Regions from separate parts of the Callithrix jacchus genome. Here region 2 is linked to region 1. The links are chromatin contacts, called in public Hi-C maps. All regions are on one chromosome and are shown on one strand. The core of a region is the stretch at or near the end of the contact, and the rest is flanking DNA. Distances in the headings are between cores, read along the strand shown.

Region 1 (3,899 bases), core at 693-3,192:
TTTCACACTCATAATTTAAAATATTTTGTTTTGACGAAATTCTTTGCTTTCACAATAAAAAATCAATAGTATGCTGGGCACGGTGGCTCACACTTATAATCCCAGAGCTTTGGGAGGCTGACTGAGGTGGGAGTTCAGGAGGTCAGGAGTTCTAGACCAGCCTGTCTAATTTGATGAAACTCCATTTCTACTAAAAAATACAAAAATTAGCCGGGTGTGGTGGGACATGCCTGTAGTCCAAGCTACTCAGAAGGCTGAGGCAGGAGAATCACTTGAACCCGGGAGGCAGAGGTTGCAGTGAGCCAAGATCATGCCACTGCACTCCAGCCTGGGTGACAGAGTGAGGCTCCATCTCAAAAAAGAAGATCAATAGTGCACAGTACATTGAACTCTGTAACAAAATTATTTTTGAAAAAATGTAGAAGTGAGAAATAGGGATTTCCTAAATTTCTTTTCTTTTTTCTTTGAGACAGAGTTTCGCTCTTGTTACCTAGGCTGGAGTGCAATGGCATGATCTTGGCTCACTGCAACCTCCGCCTCCTGGGTTCAGGCAATTCTCCTCCCTCAGCCTCCTGAGTAGCTGGGATTACAGGCACGTGCCACCATGCCCAGCTAATTTTTTGTATTTTTAGTAGAGATGGGGTTTCACCATGTTGACCAGGATGGTCTCGATCTCTTGAGCTCGTGATCCACCTGCCTCAGCCTCCCAAAGTGGGGATTTCCTAAATTTCTTTACTTTATATTCTATCACAAAGTTGGCCAAAGTTCAATATTAAATAAATAGATATCTTTCCTAATAAAAGTTTTTAGAACAGTTTTCCTAAGGAAATACATTCATAAGACTGTTTACCTTCTGTTTTACAGTAGTAACAGGAACATAGGGATTCCCACTCATGAGGAGTCCCTTGCTTGGCTCCTGGCACCCGCCCAGGTGCACTATATTACCTGGTGGAGTCACAGAAGCAGGCTGGGCTTCTGTGAGTGAGGTTTCTTCACCTGGAATTCTGGTTCCATGCTTGTGCTTAGTCTGTGTGGTTCTCATAAACACAGAGAACCTGCCTGTCCACCCCTGGTCCTGAAGACTGACGGGTCAAGGAGGTGTTGGTGACTGTTGTGTTCACACCGCGGTAACCAGGTGGTGATTACTGCATTCTTTGCTGACTTTGGTAACCAGGTGTCCGGGGAGGAGCGACCGGGAGTGGCTGAGCTGTTGCCTGGACTCGGCTTCTGATTTTGCAGCCGAGTCAGATGCAGGCCCAAGGGTCCAGGGGAGTTGTTCAGCGCCTAGAGTCACTGCACGATGCTTCTACTCTGTTCTCCCAGGCACGGACAGGCACCTGGAGGGCAGCTTCGCTCCTCTGGCCACCTGGAGACCTCTCAGAGGTGCAGATGGGACAAACTGGGGGCCTCTCAGAATACCCACTCATGCAAGGAAGGCCAGGCCCCAGCCTGCTCTGATGAACATCAGGATGGTGGCTGCAGTAGGGAACCAGGGCCAGCCTTGGATCTGTCCAGCAGGGTCACTGACTGGGCAGGCTTTTCTGTATAAAGAGAGGCTAGATTTTGTGCTCAGAATTGGTTGAAATGCCTGCAGAGTGTGGAGAACAACCACTGACCACTGAAAGTCACCGCGCTTGATCTGTGATGGCCGAGCCACTGATCCAGATAATCCAACCCTAGCTTCTAAGCTCTCAGTGGTACAGAGTTTGCCTCTGTCCATCCTGGCCTGGCGTGCAGGCTGCCCCATCAGCATTTACTCAGAGCCCAAATCGCAACAGGGCAGGTCCCTGCCAGCTGAGGGAGCTGTTCTTCCAGCTCAGCCAGGGCTTGGCCAGTCTTATCTGCTGGGACAAAGCCCAGCCAGAGCTCTGGGCACTGTGGTTCTGAAGGCCTGAGGCACGCGGCTTTACCCGGGCTGGGTACCGAGAACTATGCTCGAGGCTGATGGCAGTGTCTCTGGGGGGCTGGGGGACTCAGGCATGGGAAGCCCATTCTGCACGTAGCCACAGCATAAGAAGTGCTTTTTCCTGTGATGGTTCAGTGATAACCATGATGGCAGTGACGCAACATCCTCCCAGCTTGGTTTTCAAACACGGGAAGGGCTTCTCAAAAGTCACACAGCTGGTCAATGTTTGAACCAGGATGGCAGAGGTTTGTGTGAAGCCATGGGTGGAGCTGTCTAAATGCCAGGAGAAGGATCACCCTGGAGGCGGGTGACACAGAGGACAGTGCAGGTCAGAGGCAGAAGCTGGCCCAGATGCCATGCAAGCTCAAGGCCACTTTCCCAGAGAAGTGAGAAGAGGCCAGGCTGCCAGGGACGGTGTGGCCTCTTCGAGCCCTCACTGGTCCTGATTTTGAGGGGTGACTCATGCCAGCTTGTACATCCACTACTGTCTCAAGTTGCTCTGGGTTCCTTAACACAGACCAGAGGGATTCCTGCATCCCAGGAATCCAGGAATGGGTGGGGGAGTTGCAGGTTGAGAAGACAGAGGTGAGTGGCCCCAGGGCTCCTCCCCTGTTGAGTCACGGGAAGGGAATGGAAATGCCGTGTGTCGAAGCTGAGTCAGTGCCCAGCCTCACCTTCTCGGGATCTCACACGGGCTATGAGGTGCAAGGCCCACCTGTCCCCACCTCCTTGGGGGCACAGTCTCTCTGCCTCCTCTCCTGAGCATGAGGAGGGTGAGCAGGAAGGATTTAGGTTAGCTCTCAAGAAGGACTTCCTGACTCACGCCAGGTGACACTGGGAGGTATTTCTCAAAGGAAGTTGTGAAATCTTCCTTGGGACCAATTTGAGGTTTGGTCTGGGGCCAACCAGTCTTATCTTTATGGCTCTAGAATGTTTTCAAGTGTTAGATATTCCTTCCTCAACGTGGCTCAGGGAGCACCCGATGTGTGCCAGGCCTAGTGGCAGAAGCAAGGCCAGCTGAGTGTTGGACATGCCCCCTCTGGAGGTCTTTTCCAGGTCAGCATTCCAGCAGCCATGGAGGAGGCCTCCCCCACCTGTCTCCTCCTCTCCTCCTCCTGGCTCCCTTGGGCAGTCTGCTCTGCCAGCCACACCACACGCCACTTTCGGATTCCAGAAGGAAACTATGGGCAATAAATAGGACAAAGGGTCACTTCCTTCCTGTGCAAATCCCCAGCAGCATTTGCCAAGTGCTGGGCATGGGAGGGCACCCTCCTAGGTGCCTTACCTGCCTTCACTCCTCCACGGCCCTGTAAGGAAGTTACTCCCCTTTCACAGAGAAGAAAAGTGAGGCTCGGCGAGGTGAGCAGCTTGGCTACAGCGGCACTGCCAGCAGCAGACCCAGCCTGTGACCTGGGCAGCGGCACAGCACACAGCCGGCAAGCACTGGGTGCTTTTCTTGCACTGGGCCAGCACTTTGTAGGCATCGACTCATTTGAATCCTCACAACCACCACACATTGGGAAGAAAACCACTGTGACAGTCCTGGGAAAATGCACAGTTTTAGTCACAGAAGGAAACAAAAACAGACACATCAGTCATCAAAGAGAACAGAAAGATCCATCTGGGATGGATCTTTAATCCCATTGAATTGGCAAATGGTTTAATTTTGCTGTATAGGGACGCTGGCCTTGCTGTGGTACTGTGGAGCGGGGTCCACACTGGTGAGTTGTACACTGGGACCACCTTTCTAGATTGCTGGCAGGCAGCGTGGCAGGACCCATCAAATGCCTTCAAAAGCCAGTGGTCCATGCCCCTCCCCTGTCTCCTTCCTTAGACTCTTCCAGAAGAGACTGGTCAGAGGTGCAGCACAGATGAACATACAAAGCTGTTCATCAAAGCGTCACTTACAATGGTGAAAAGGCGGACAAATCACCGAATTCCACCAGGGCGGGGCAGCCGAGGAAATCATGGGGAGAACACTAGGGAGCCACAA
Region 2 (3,899 bases), core at 657-3,156, 140 kb after region 1:
GAGGAGGAGTAAAGTTTGGGTTTCTCCTTGTCTGGGTTTTGCTTCAGGTGACCTGAACAAAACCACTCGGTTCTCCGTCAGCTTAGCTGGGAGCTCCTGTCCCCAGCAGCCAGCAGAGAGCACCAGTAGGGAGCCCACCTGCATAGGCCTTGCCATCGGGGGTTGGACTGCAGGTATGGCTTCAATGACATAACCACGATATGGACGTTAATAAGTTTTTGTTAAAGATCCACAGGCTAGGCAGGCTGTCAGAGGGGGGCAGGTGGTAGGCCCACACCTCAGGTCCTGTGCCACAATGGCAACTACAAGCATGTAGGAGAGGACCTCCCTATTTAAGGGTTTCTTGGGTTAGGGTGTCCTAATTTCACAGTGTTGCTTTTGATTGGGTGCCTCAAATAACTAGCAGCAGGGAAGTTGCACCGCTTGGCAGGATGTTGGGATTGAAACAGGGCTCTATAGAGGGACTTCTTATCTCTCTGGGTCAGCCTTGGCCAGACCTAGGCAGCAGCCACCTGTGAGTGGTTCCTCCCTCACTCCTCAGAGACAGGATTCTGAGCAGAAGCTCCCAGTATGCTCTGTCCTGGTAGTTGTCCTGACAATTTCTTGCCTGTTCTCACTTAGTCTCGCTCCTTGGAATAATAAAAAAAGACATCAAAGCTGGTTTCTGAGGAGATGGCTGTAGAAAAGTGGAGAGCACCGGGGACCAGAGGTGGGGTGACCCGTGTCTCTGTGGGGCCCAGCCAGGTGGGCTGCAGGTGGCACTGCTCTCTCAGGATACTCTTCAGGTTCCAGGTGTGTCTGGGCAACACAGGTGGAGAAAGGACAGAGCCCTGTGCCTGGGTGCTGCCCCGCTGTCTGCTGTCCTGCTCCTTGACCTGTGGGGAATACAGGTCAAGCCTGCTCCTGGTGGAGAAATGGCCGGAGGGTCTCAGCGGGGCTGCAGCTGCTGCTTCCTAAAACCACACATCTCTGTTTCCCAGGCTTCCTGTGGCTTCTGCAAGAACTTTTGAATCAATTCTTTCAGTCTTCCCTGCAGATGTTTCCCTTCAAATAAAGTGCTCTGTGACTCTTCTTCTGGGCTTGTTTTCTGCCCCCCAGATAGGCCCTGTGCTGTGAGCCCTGTACAGGCTGGAGCCCACGCCGCTCACAGGGCAGTGAGACCATACCTTCTTTCCTGCCAGCCTGCCAGGCCCACCATCTCCTTCTTGAAGGTTGAGCATGCCTATAGAAGGCAGGTTGTGGGCAGCACCCACCAGGGTGAGGGGGCTGCACAGGCTTGTCTGGCAGGTGGAGAAACCCCTTTCCTGGTACCCGCCTCATCTGGACAGCAATACCGGCCCCATCAAACACCTATGACCCTATCGGAGTCTCCTCTGAGCTGTTTCTTTTTCTCCCTTTCTCACTCAGCCCGACCTGCTGAATTTCAAGAAAGGCTGGCTGACTAAGCAGTATGAGGATGGCCAGGTGAGTGTGCAGGGTTGCCGTGGCCCCTGGGGAGTCTTGGGGCAGGATGAGGGTGAGCTGACCTTGTCCCCAGCCAGTCGGCGAGCGCTGGCTCCATGCCTGGCTCCTCCATGCATGCCCCTTGTCTTACAGACCAAGGCTGTGGCTGAAATTCCCATCTGCTCCTAGAAGTGCAGGCACACAGCCTCCATTTTTGCAGTGGAGGGTGCTCTGGAGGGGCGCTCAGTCGGCCTGTCTGCTCATGGCAAGGGGTCTTGGCCTCAGGCCTTAGGGATGCCTTATAACACTAGCCCCCACTTGGTGATCTTTCCTAAAAGTTCTTTAGGGGCCTGGCTTCCCCAGGGACAAAGAAAGCCTCTGGCTGTGGGGTTGGCTTATGTTTCCATGCAAGCTAGCCAAGTAGACGGTAGCCTAGCACTCTAGCACTCTCATGCGTGAGACCCCTCAGCTGCAGTGGCAGTGTTAGCCCTGGAAAGAGCAAACATGGTACATTCTTGCCATGAGACTCAAGCAGGAAGAACCATCTGAGGCTGGACCTGCCAGCCCACCTTGACCCTGTGCTGTGGGCTGGAAGGCCAGGGCTCCCAAGGAGGCATGAAGAGGAGCCTGCTGGGTCCTTACCTAAGAGGCCCCGAAACCCAGCCCATCCGCACTCCCTTCCTGCTTCCTGAGCTGCTATGGCAAGACATCCTCTTTCTCTCTCCTCCATATCAAATGCCCTTGGCCTGGCCTGAAGATTCAAGGTCCCCTCCTTACTGCTCACAGTGAAGACTTGGTCTCTAGCTGGTTAGTTACCCGTGCAGGCTGCCACCTGCAGGTGGAGATGCTGTTTCACAGCCACCTTTCTGTTCCGATGGGCCCAGCCTGTTTGCAGCCTCTAGTTATTGAGGACTGCACGGCCTGGCCACCAGCCACACCACTGGTCATAGAGTCCACAGCCAAGCCCTGCTCAGCTGTCTGTGCTGCGTCTTCACTGGAGGGTTGCAGCTTAGCGAGCGTCCTGAGGACGTGAGTGCATGGCTGCCTGCGGGTCCCAGTACAGTCCCCTGTGTGCTGTCAAGGGAGTGGGTCAGCCTGTCCCCTGCTTTCCCTGTGCTGGGAAGGCCGCACAGGCTGGCTGTGCATTGCCGTGGAGTGGCAGGCATGCTGTATGGGAGTTGGTAGTCGAGTCTTACTTCTTTTCTTCCCCTTCAGTGGAAGAAACACTGGTTTGTCCTGGCTGATCAAAGTCTGAGATACTACAGGGATTCAGTGGCTGAGGAGGTGAGTGTCTGGGCTTTGCTTCTGCTGTGGAGACAGCTGGAAGGGTCCAGGTAGCATCTGGGGCTGGGAGATCTGCTTCCCCTAGGCTGATGTCTCCACTCCTGAGGACAATGCCCTTCAGTGGTGTTCCCTTGCCAAAGGTGTGTCCATATTGCCCTCAGGTTTCCCAGTCCCAGCCTGGTGGGAAGGTGAGCACAAGATCAGCCTTTGTCCTTGTGACTATTTTCCTGGCTATGATGCCAGACTTCATCAAGGCCCTGAATTAGGTGCCTACATGCAGTGGATTTGGGCAGCTTTTATTTTCTCTGTTCTTTGAAAAGCACTGAAATTTGAAAACTCAGGATAAACAGTTTTGTTTTTTCCACAAAGAGATTTCATGGTAAATGGAGTTGGAAGAATTTAGCTAAATCTTGTCCCCTGCCTTCTGGACAAGGACAAGATATGATAGATGAGCTTTGTTGGGCCACTTGGCAATCCTGATTCTGTGGTCAAAGAACAACTAGAAGGGGCTTTCTTTTTTCACCTACAAATAAAATAACCTCTTCTAAACAGTTTGGCAAGCCTCTTCCGCCATTTCCCCAGTAGTTCTACTCCAGGAATCCCTCAGATATACTTCCACATACTCAGGTTAGTCATTCCCACACATTTGCAATAGCCAGAAGATTGGAAAGAGCCTAAATACCCATCGCTAAGAGCTAGAGTATCAAATACTCTGAGCCAGTCTTTTACAGACTAAAGGCGGTAGTGATAAAAAGTAGGGGTAGGAAAGTGTGGGCAGCGGGCCTCTGGTGGTGTTCATCGTTAGGGAAGTAAGGAGCCTGTGTAAGTGTTTGGTTGTGCATGCACAGAACAGCACTTCCAATTGTGATCTGTAGACCTCTGGGGGTCCCAGAGGCCCTTTCAGGAGAGCAGTGATGGTTAAAATGATTTCTAATATTAAGATGTCATTGAACTTTTTTTTACATGCAGCCATCTGCACTGATGGTGTAAAAGCGATGAGAGGCAAAGCCACTACTAGCACTTGGCACAGTCCCAGTTGTAACAACAGGCTAGACCAGTGGTCACTGGATTCTTCACTGCCTTACATTTTAAATAATGGTTTTAAAGTAAATAAAGATCCTTGAAGGACCAGTAGAAGTTATTAATTCTATGAAGTCTCAATCTTTAAATGG

What was found. A called contact is a pair of places that touch in the nucleus more often than the background predicts.
Region 2: a contact with region 1 is called in a Hi-C map of induced pluripotent stem cells, with 2.1 times the contacts expected there. The contact joins two enhancer-like sites. A contact is called at or near these places in 2 of 3 Hi-C or Micro-C datasets (induced pluripotent stem cells and skeletal muscle).

Annotation. Positions count from the first base shown.
Region 1 is chr5:62,118,284-62,122,182 of calJac240_pri, forward strand. No RefSeq gene overlaps it. Among named protein-coding and RNA genes, the nearest start is that of MPRIP, 32 kb to the right of the region's middle. Within about 2 kb of position 1,943, at least 6 of the 16 cell types and tissues checked have an H3K27ac peak or open chromatin away from gene starts, as enhancers often do.
Region 2 is chr5:62,262,310-62,266,208 of calJac240_pri, forward strand. It overlaps MPRIP (myosin phosphatase Rho interacting protein), which reads left to right. Exons shown (of 23, transcript XM_078372232.1): 9 at 1,408-1,464; 10 at 2,659-2,727. Among named protein-coding and RNA genes, the nearest start is that of PLD6, 72 kb to the right of the region's middle. Within about 2 kb of position 1,907, at least 2 of the 16 cell types and tissues checked have an H3K27ac peak or open chromatin away from gene starts, as enhancers often do.